Linked DNA regions of Bos taurus: region 2 is linked to region 1. Evidence: chromatin contacts called from public Hi-C data. All regions are on one chromosome and are shown on one strand. The core of a region is the stretch at or near the end of the contact, and the rest is flanking DNA. Distances in the headings are between cores, read along the strand shown. Region 1 holds the start of HINT3 (histidine triad nucleotide binding protein 3). Region 2 holds the start of NCOA7 (nuclear receptor coactivator 7).

The links. Hi-C and Micro-C count contacts between places; a contact is called where the count stands out from the background.
Region 2: a contact with region 1 is called in a Hi-C map of skeletal muscle, with 4 times the contacts expected there. The contact joins the promoter of NCOA7 here to the promoter of HINT3 in region 1. A contact is called at or near these places in 2 of 11 Hi-C or Micro-C datasets (skeletal muscle and an unstated tissue).

Annotation. Positions count from the first base shown.
Region 1 is chr9:25,337,382-25,342,743 of ARS-UCD2.0, reverse strand. It overlaps HINT3 (histidine triad nucleotide binding protein 3), which reads left to right and starts at 2,879. Exons shown (of 5, transcript NM_174341.2): 1 at 2,879-3,169. The coding sequence starts at 2,969.
Region 2 is chr9:25,517,715-25,523,047 of ARS-UCD2.0, reverse strand. NCOA7 (nuclear receptor coactivator 7) reads left to right here and starts at 2,719. Exons shown (of 15, transcript XM_024996940.2): 1 at 2,719-3,183.

The DNA of each region.
Region 1 (5,362 bases), core at 1,630-4,129:
CAGTTGTTAACTCTGACGAAACCAACCAGATCACACTCAAGCATTTCATGAAGACCTTTATAACATGATATAATCTAAATTACCAACATAAAGATTTGTGGTCTCTTAGTTGCATAGGTACTAGCGACAGCTATGTCCTTAAGGACTATCAGCTCTGAACAACCGTAAGACATTCAGGTCTGCCCCCTTTAAGGGTTTGTTTTCCTCTGCTACTGCTAAGTCACTTCAGTCGTGTCTGACTCTGTGTGACCCCATAGACGGCAGCCCACCAGGCTCCCCCGTCCCTGGGATTCTCCAGGCAAGAATACTGGAGTGGGTTGCCATTTCCCCCTCCAATGCATGAAAGTGAAAAGTGAAAGTGAAGTCGCTCAGTCGTGTCCGACCCTCAGCAACCCAATGGATTGCAGCCTACCAGGCTCCTCCAGCCATGGGATTTTCCAGGCAGGAGTACTGGAGTGGGGTGCCATTGGCTTCTCCGCTTGTTTTCCTCTGAAGACACCCAAAACATCATGTTATGGAGTTATGCCAGGCCATGCCCTTTTTCCAAGGCCTTCATACTATGGCCTGTAAATGCACTGATGATGTCCACTTTGTGTGAGAGTGTCCTGTATGGTCTATAGGGATAAGAGGGATATTATCTATAATAGGACCAGGCTGGCTCACTCCCGAATCTGGAGAGCAAAAGGAATGATCTTAGCACAGGGCAGGGCTAGCCATAGGACAGGCAGCTCTACATGGAGGTTTAACTTATCATGAAGTAACACTGAGAAATTTCACCCGACTGTGGTTATGTGATGGAACTGATAGAACAAGCCTTAATGGGACCTAAGACCTTTCTTGTCTCTTCTTGTCTCTTTGGCTAATATAGTTCTTCATAATTGCCTGGCTCTTTGTTACTTTCTGGCAGAACAAGGCAGAGTGTGTTTGGTAACTAATACTTCCTGCTGTGCCCAGATCAATGCAACAGGACAGGTGGATGTTAATATTAAAGAAATACCCATGCAGAAAGGCTTCACAATTTTGGCAAGAGCAACACAATCTCACTGTCTGGTCAACAGTTACAGGAGCCCTACTCCCAAAGTTAACTTGGTTCCTTCCATTTCTAGGCTCCTTAGTGGCCATTATTGCTCTTTTTGGCCCTTGTCTGGTTAATCTTTTGGTTAACTTTGTATCTTCTAGGCTCCAGCAGTTTCAAGTAAGGCTCATTATGGCTCAAGGGTTTCAATCCATTCCAGCAGAGGGTGGCCCAGGTCCCTACATGTCCTTGAAACAGTCAGCAAGGGACTTCTACACAATGGCACCCCACTCCAGTACTTTTGCCTAGAAAATCCCATGGATGGAGGAGCCTGGTAGGCTGCAGTCCATGGGGTGGCTAGAGTCGGACACGACTGAGCGACTTCACTTTCACTTTTCACTTTCATGCATTGGAGAAGGAAATGGCAACCCACTCCAGTGTTCTTGCCTGGAGAATCCCAGGGACGGGAAGCCTGGTGGGCTGCTGTCTATGGGGTCGCACAGAGTCAGACACTACTGAAGCGACTTAGCAGCAGCAGCAGTGTAAGCTAGGGTCTGAGACCCCTGTCCAGCAGGAAGATGCTTCAGAAGAGGAAAACTTCAGCCCCTTAACCCTTAAAAACAAGGGGTGTGAAAGCTCACAGGGCGGGAATGAGAGAGACTGAGGACTTGGGACCCTTTGCTACAGTGTTTGCATGTGGACAAACGTCTCCTTGAGCAACAGAATATAAAGAAACTAAAGGACTAAAAATAACTGCTTGCAAGTTTTGAGCAAGCTCCAGGGAGTTGGTGATGGACCGGGAAGCCTGGCATGCTGCAGTCCATGGGGTCACAAAGAGTTGGACAGGACTGAGGGACTGAATTGAACTGAAGTAAAGCCTGAACAAATTATAAACAAGGTACAAAAAGACCAAAAACCCAACTGCTACTTCTGTGATGTCCTGAGCAGAAAGAGGGCATTACTCATGATCCCTGCACACAGCACCAAGGGGGTGGGGGGTGGGTGGGCAGACCTCCTAAGCCACCCCCGCCAAAAGACCACCAGATCTGCCCCCGCCCTCATCCCATTTAAGGGACCAACTCATGCACCCCTCCCAACCCAGGGAACCAGCAAGGGAATGTGTTACTCATTTTTCGCTCTTTCCCGAAGCACAACTCCCAAGAAAGCCTGAATTTCTTGTCAATTTCTTAAAGTTTCTAGGTCAATTCCTCGTCAATTTCTATGAAGTTCTGGAATATGTCAGACTATAAACTACAGGATTCCGCATTTATCTGTGTATAAAGAATGAGATAAAGCCCACTATTTTGATCTAGCTGGTGCTGTCAATAATAACAACAAAAGGTAAAAACAGGTGTGAAGTTCTGTTTGATATTTTGAGCCTTATCACCTAAGATTATCATTGTAGAAAATGGATACCCAAAGCATCAAAGCTCTAGAAATGTTCATTCTCGTAAAACCTACGAATTTTTTAAAACTTTTTTTTTTTTTTTTAAGACATCATTATACACTCGAGGCACTTTATGTTGCTGGCTTCCGGGAGATGACGTTCAGAACGGTCAATAAGTGCCATTCGGCTCCCGGGTAGAGCGCGAACGTGATGTCATCGCGGCGTGGGGCGCGAGCCGGCGTTGTGGCGGAAGTCCTGAGTCGTTACCACCGAGACGCACGGGGATGGGCGACTGCCGCCGGTGGCGGCGGCTCTTCCGTGTCGCGTCCTTGCGCGCCCCCGCGTGGCAGTCAGCGTGAAGGCCAGCCTCTGGATTTTGCGGCTCCGCGGCGAGTCACCTTGCGGCTCCGGTCGCCCTGGATCCGCGCTGTGCCCAGCTCCCGGCCCGGCCCAGCGCCAGACGAGGGGCGACGCCTCGAGGTAAAATCTAGGAGGTGCAGGAGGCTAACTGCAAGAGGCCCTGTTGTCCCGGAGAGGTCTCTCAGCGGCGCAGAAGAGCGGGTGCGATGATGGAGGAGGAGGAATGCGGTTTAGGGAAGTCGTGTGCCCGCTCTGAGCCAGTGGCGGCTGCCCAACCCGCGGGGTCCCCAGGGGAGACCCCCGCGGTCGCCGCAGAGTCCCCGGAGCTCGCGAACTACAGTAGCAAGTGCGTGTTCTGCCGGATCGCGGCGCACCAGGATCCCGGCACTGAACTCCTGCACTGTGAGGTGGGCTGCGACGCGCGACCCGGCGCGGGTGGGATCCGGAACGCCCTTGGGGAGCTCCGCTTAGGGCGCCTCAGCTCAGGGGGGCCTCGCCGGCGTGGATCGGGTGGGGACGGTCCTGGGTAAATGGAACTGGGGGAGGCTGGGTGTCCTAGTGATACAGACAGGCTTGTTTCTCTAGGCGCCGGGAGTGTCGCCAGCCTCGTTTACTGTTCTAATGGGAGACAATGTAGATATAAAACCTCTCTCCGCAGCTGCCGAGGTGGTCGGTGGACAATAGTGACCTCTGATTTTATTAAAGGAACCTCCTCCTACCCCACCTCCCCCCCCTTTTCTAGACACTGCCTTTACGTTCTGCAAATACTGATACTGAAAACAAACTAGTAGAAAATAGATAATGGTGACTGAAAAGCCCATTTGTTAGATTGACTGAAAATAGGCTGGCAGAAGTGGTCCGTGGTCACACAATTAGTTAATGCATTCTGATTTCCACTAAAGAGTCCAGTTCCTTAGAAGTGTTATTATCAGTTAGGATATGTGGAAATTTTCAGAGCATTTAGACTTTGCTCAGATATTTTAAAACAGATATCGGGTAGGCACTTTCGTCTACCAGCTTGACTGGCCTTTAAAGAAACAGTCTTTTGAAAGAATCAGCTCCAAAGATTCTGGGCTTTGTTTTTGTTTTGTAGTAATCGTTCATTGGTTAAAAGTAAATTGAATTCCTTCTAAGCACTGTTGGAAATTCAGTGGTGAGCAAGGTAAATAAAGGCTAGTAGTCCCTGTCTACATTTTATAATCTAAAGGGTGGAGTTAGTACCGACAGAAGAGGCAGCTGATAGTGCACCGTGCTACGGTGAGACGGTTTTACTACCTGCAGTATTTTGCAAGGCCCGTGGGAGGGGCACCTGACCAGACTTGAAGGGTTAGGGAAGAGCTTCCAGAGGAAGTGAGACATGAAAAAATAAGTATGGTCAGGTGAGGAGGAGGAGAGAAGAATGTCTTCGGTAAAGAGAACCTTCCGCGGTTTGATCTCTGCCACTGGCGAATAGAAATTCAATCTAACTGGAGCACAGATAGAGTTTGAAGGGGTGAGTGGTAAAAGATGAGGGTGGAGAGGTAGGCGAGGGCCAAGTTATTAAGGCTGTTGTACTTCATATTAAGCAGTTTGGGCTTTATTTAAAGAGTGAAAGGAAGGAAGCTCCACAGTTTATTGCTACTGTTGATGCTGGGTTGGAAGAAAATGGTTGAGGTCCATGAAAACGTTTGATCTTTGAAAGATCATCTGGTACCCTGGGGGAGAATGTTTGGGAGAGGACCAGGCTGGAGGCATAGAGATTGGTTATGAAGCTGTTGAGGTAATCCAGCCTAATATAAAATGTAATAATGGGGATGAAGAAAAGCAGATCAATTTAGGAATAATTAGGGGTCTGACAATGCAGAGGTCTGCATTTCTAGCCCAGATGATAGGAACTGCCAGCTTATAGGTGGAAATTGAAAAGAGGGAAATTATCACCGCACGGATGAAGGAGCCTGGTAGGCTGCAGTCCATGGGGTCGCTGGGAGTCCTACAGGACTGAGCGACTTCACTTTCACTTTTCACTTTAATGCATTGGAGGGGGAAATGGCAGCCCATTCCAGTGTTCTTGCCTGGAGAATCCCAGGGACTGGGGAGCCTGGTGGGCTGCCGTCTATGGGGTCGCACAGAGTCGGACACGACTGAAGCGACTTAGCAGCAGCAGCAGCAGCAGCAGGACATATTTGTAGGGTAGTGAAGGGATCCCTGCACAGAACTCTGAAGAACCCTAACATCGTAAGAGACAGGTAGAGGATGAAGACCTGTAAAGGGGACAGAGAAACAAAGGGAAAACTAGGAAAGCGAAGAGAAAGGAATATGTTGAGGAGATAGGAATTGGCAGCAGTATCTACCTTCCCTCATCCTCATATCTGGGTTGGATGACTCTCCAGTATGCATGCAGAGAGGCCAACTTAGATTAGAACTGGTTTTGTCCCCAGGGTGATGACCGCTGACCTTCAGGAGAACAACTGCAGTGCAGTGATGGGGCAGAGGGCAGATCGCTGATGAAAACCTCAAGATTCAACCTAAAACATTGAAGACAGCAAAGACAGACAAGTTCTGAAGGAAGTTTGGCAGTCTTGGGGAGAAGGGAGAGATAGTGGTAACTACAGGAGGAGGTG
Region 2 (5,333 bases), core at 1,470-3,969, 180 kb before region 1:
TGTTTTCATATTTAATCGAGGCCCTCAAAGACATAAAATCAGTGTTGCCTTATAATTTCTCATCAACTCAGTGTCTACCAAGCACTTTCTATTACCCAAGTACAGTGAGGAGTGCTAAGGGTATAATTAAAAAAAAAAAAAACTCTTATAATAACGTATATTGCTGTAAAAGTACCTTTCTTGGAAGTCATGTTCCAGAATTTAGTCTAAACATCATTCATGGATTATCTCATGTAATTCCTATTGTTTTTGCTGTTGTTTAGTTGCTAATTTGTGTCTGACTCTGGATTGCAAGGAGATCCAACCAGTCAATCTTAAAGGAAATCAGTCCTGAATATTCATTGGAAGGATTGATGCTGAAGCTGAAACTCCAATACTTTGGCCACCTGATTCGAAGAACTGACTCATTGGGAAAGACCCTGATGCTGGGAAGGATTGAAGGCGGGAGGAGAAGGGGTGACAGAGGATGGTTGGATGGTATCACTGACACAATGGACATGAGTTTGAGTAGGTTCTGAGAGATGGACAGGGACGCCTGGCGTGCTGCCATCTACGGGGTCGCAAAGAGTCAGACAAGACTGAGTGACTGAACTAAACTTGTGACTCAGTGGACTGTAGCCTGTCAGGTTCTTTTGTCCATGGGATTTGCCAGGCAAGAATACTGGAGTGGGTTGCCATTTCCTTCTTCAGGGTGTTTTTCTGACCCAGGGACTGAACCTGCTTCTCCTGCATTGACAGGTGGATTCTTTACCACTGAGCCACCTGGGAAGCCCTTAATCCCTGTGTGTGTTGTGCTGTGCTTAGAAGCTCAGTCGTTTCCAACTCTTTGTGACTCCAAGGACTGTAGCCCGCCGGGCTCATCTGCCCAGAGGGATTCTCCAGGCAAGAACACTGGAGTGGGTTGCCACGCCCTCTTCCAGCAGATCTTCCCAACCCAGAGATCAAACCCAAGTCTCCCACATTGCAGGTGGATTCTTTACCGTCTGAGCCACCAGGGAAGCCCTATATCAATCCTGATATTTGTTACTGTTATCATCTGCCTTTTACAGATAACAGCAACAGAAGTTAAATTATTTACCCAAGGTAAGCATGTGATGGAGCTGAAGTCTGAAGTCAGAGCCTGAAATCTTAGAGATTACCCTGTTAAGAAGTACACATTCTACTGAGGTTTGATTTGTACTGTACTAAGATTTCCCAAATAAGTTTATATACTATATCTTTTATTTCAATTAAAATTTCACTTTCTATTTAGAGCAGTGCTGTCCAAAAGGATTTCTTGAAATAATGGAAATTTCTATTCTCTGCTGTCCAATGAGTCGTCTCTAGCCGTGCGTAGCTCTTTAGCACTTGAAATGTGGCTAGTGGAATGAAAAACTACATTTTAAATTTAGTTTAAATTTAAATAGGCACATGTGGCTAGTGGGAACTGTATGAGACAGCACAGATCTAGAGCATAAGGAAATGGTTTATTTCTTTGGATTTCTCTGTAAAGACAAGGCTTAGGCAAATCAGTAAACGTCGAGTAAATGAAAAAACAATAGTTAAGGGGGAATTTTCTCCCTCTTTAAACTGAAGGGCAGAAGTCTTTATTCTACCGAAACTTTCACTGTAATAAAATGTTATAATAAGCATGTGAGGTAGCCTGTAGTTCTAGAGCAGTTCATGAAGATAGTAAAGAGGATCCTTAAATTAGAAGCAATGTTTTTGAGAGGCAGAGAAACATTTTATAATTGATGGTTAGTACTTTTAAAATGTTTGTCTAATAAAAAAAGATCGCTGTTTTTTTCTTGACAAAATCTGGGGTCCATAGAGAGAAAAACAAAAGGGGACTCCTGGTGGAAGGTTGGAAACAGTCCAGAATTGCAACTCAAGGGACATTTCCTGCACAAACTACAATCTAAAGCAGACCTCTTAACAAATGTTAAGAGTAAGCAACTGCCAAACCTCACTGGGTGACTTCATTCTTTCACTTATTCATCACATATATACATATGTTAGTCAAGTTGTTCTGAATATGGGGCAAAATATCATGAATAATAATAGGTACTTTTGAAAATAAAATGGGGCTTTCGATCAAATCAGTCTCTGGATGTAACCGAGGCTTGTGGCCTGTGTTTCCTGACCCATACACAACACAGGTCCTACCCCACTGGATGTCTACGTACGTAGAAGAATTCATCTTAAAAGTTTTATCACGATTTTACCACAGCTTGTACTGCTATGGAACGTGTCTTTGCCAGTTTTTACATTAATCTTAGATTTCAAAAACATCAAAGAAGTGTGAGAGCCTCTCAGTTTCTCTGGAGGTCCCAAACCTCTTCTGATTCAATGAAATCAGCTCTTTAAATTGCAGGAGCCTTATTTTCCCTTGGAAGTCATTTACAAATAACATAATGCCTAAAGAAAAAAAAAAAAAGAGGAAAATTTCCAATTCCTCACATTCAAAGCAAAAAGATGTAAACCCGAGGCCCAGTTTTATACATGCTCAGTGCAGAATTGGGTAATTATTCCATATTTTGCAAGACAGTATAACGTGACCAGTTGCAACTGAAATTCCAAAGCCATCTCTGTGAAATGCTTCGCTTGTCTTTCATGAGAGGCTGTTACAGCATAAGCAGCAACAACAAGCCAGCGGAGGCTGCTATCTCTTGGGCCTGTGTGTTTGGCCTCTGACACACCAGTGTTATCGCACCAGCTGCAGGCTCCACCATTAAGTCTCTTCCTTACGTAAGGGTCAATTTCACGGCCAAATCCTCCTAGTCATCTTGCAGTGCTGGTCATGGGACCTTAGAAGGAACAGCTCCCCAATGGGGATGGGAAGCTCACAGGCACTGGCCCGCAGCTGATGCCAAGCTTCCCAACCCAGGCTCCCTCGGGTCTTTGCCAAGAGTCAGCCTGGAGAGCTCAATTGCTCGGTCCCCATGCTGCAATGACAGCAATTTGGCAGCACCCCGGATGCTGTGCGGAGGATGGGAGCGGGAGGGGGGAGGACATGGGGGCCCCACTGCGAAACACAACGCCGGAAAGGACAGAAGGATGAATTTACTGTGACCAGCGGTCCCCGAGCTACAAGGAACCTCAAGGTTTTTATGCTCGAGAGACACGAACTCGAGCTCTGCTCTCAAAGCCGTATTCACACTGAGTGTAGTGGCCAGCAGTAGGGGATTACCCGCCCGGGGTGAGGTAAGAAGACCTTCTTAGGTTCCGCCGCCGGCCGGCCAGCCGCGGGAAGCGCCACGAGCTCGCTCCCGGGAGGCGTCACAAAGGGCCGCGGCCTGCAGAGGCCGCGCGCGCAGCTCTCCGGGGCGGAGCCGCCGGGCCAGGGCAGGGGCTGCGCCCGGGCAGCCGAGGCTGCCAGCAGTCGCGGGTGCCCCCAGCCTCCCAGCCCGGAGATCGCCGGGGCGGGGAGGATGCAGCAGCTGCAGCCCAAGCGACCGAGCCAAACCGCCGAGCTCCCCGGCCCCCGCCGCGGCGGAGGGGCGCCGAGCGTGGCGCGGACCGGGCGGAGCTAGAGGTGGGCGTCTGCACCGCGTCGTTCCACCCGCAGCTCCCCGCCTCCGGCCGGGCCCGGCAGCCTGTCGCGGCCGATGTCCTGACTCGCGGGCGTACCCGCAGGGTTGGCTAGGCGCCGCGCGAAGGGGAGAGGCCTGAGGAGTCCCGGTGGCACTGGCCACCGCGTCCACTAGCACGGGACGCTGGTCCCGCGGGGCGCGCGCCTGGGCGCTCCTCCCTCCTGCCCCAGCTCCGCGTCACCGCGCGGTCCTCCCCCGACCCCTCCTCCCACCCACCCCGGAGGATGCGCTCCCCCGCGCCCAGCGGCAGAGGCCACCGCTCCCAGAAATGCGAACTCCCGACGCCCTTCTCCGGGACCCGAGGAGCCGGCGCCCCCGCCCTGTAGTAGGTAGGTGGCGAGGCGGGGACCAGCCCTGGCCGCCACCTGCGGCTGATGCTGCCGCTGCGGAGGGGCGGGGGGCCGGGGCCGGGACCCGCGAAACTTGCCTCCCGCCGGAGCTCGGTGCGGCGCTCGGAGGTGTTCTAATGGCGCTGGGCGCAGCACCCCCCCGTTAACCTGACAGCCTCCTCTTGAGCTCGGGAGGCCGAGCGGTGGCGAAGGAGAGCGTGACCCTTCCCCGTCCAGCCCCTGGGCCCGGAGGGGCCCGCGCTGCTTGCAGGGGTGGGGAGGATGGATTGGTGTGAGGGTTAGTGGGGGATGGAGAGAGGGAGCACCGCCGAATTTTCAGCAGCTCAGGTGGATAAATGTCACCGTATTTTTTCGGCCTGATGAACAGATGCCTTCCTGTTTTCTCCCAGTGTGCAGCCACGCAAAGAGTTATTCTAGCGGCAGGTAGAAGTCACTCAGGATTTTGATGTATTTCGGAGCTAGCTGATTGATACGTGAAATTGACGTCTCAGATTCTTATAGTCAGTCATTTAGGGCCAGTTGGAGAAGGCCCCTTTAGAAATCAGATATTCAGGAGCTAGATGAGGCTGGGGAATTCTCGTGCTGCCTACCTGGGAGCAAGCCTTCAGCTTTCATGAAGAGATGTGTTCGGGAGCATGGCAAGTTTGATACAGGTGTAGGGAGTTTAGAATCTGCTGGAAAGATGCTCGGAGTCGGCCAGCAGAGGCAGCCTTGGGCGCAGCCTAGCTTCCAGCTAGATGTTAATAAGGTTTGTACTTTTGAGAAACTGGCTATAAATTGTTTCTTCTCTGCCAAGTGTAAATTTCGTACATCAGAACGAACGATAACCTTTTGGCAAGATTATCTCTTCACAGGCTATCATTTTTAAATTTCGTATTAAGCAGTAAAGTTTAGAGTCTGGGAAAGTGGATCATTGTACGCTCCGATTTTATTAACGTATTAAGGTTGAGAGCTCCAGGAGGACAGAGACTTCCTCTTGTTCAGTGTCCTAATCCCCTGGTCTGATGCATAATAGGTGCTCATGGGTTATTTGTTGAAATGAGCTGTGCTTCAGGCTTCATCTAAAGACAGTTTAGGTTTAAAACATATTTGTTTACCCTATGGTGGTTGAAGCTTAACTGTATTTTTAAAATTACTTCTTTGCATAAATAGTCAAAATCAGTTATCTCAACATTTAAGTTGAATTTTGACACTGGGACTTCCCCGGTGGCTCAGATAGTAAAGCGTCTGCCTGCAACGTGGGAGACCTGGGTTCGATCCCTGGGTTGGGAAGATCTCCTGGAGAAGGAAATGGCAACCCACTCCAGTATTCTTGCCTGGAAAATCCCATGGATAGAGGAACCTGGTAGGCTATGGTCCATGGGGTCGCAAAGAGTCGGACATGACTGAGCAACATTTACTTTGACATTTT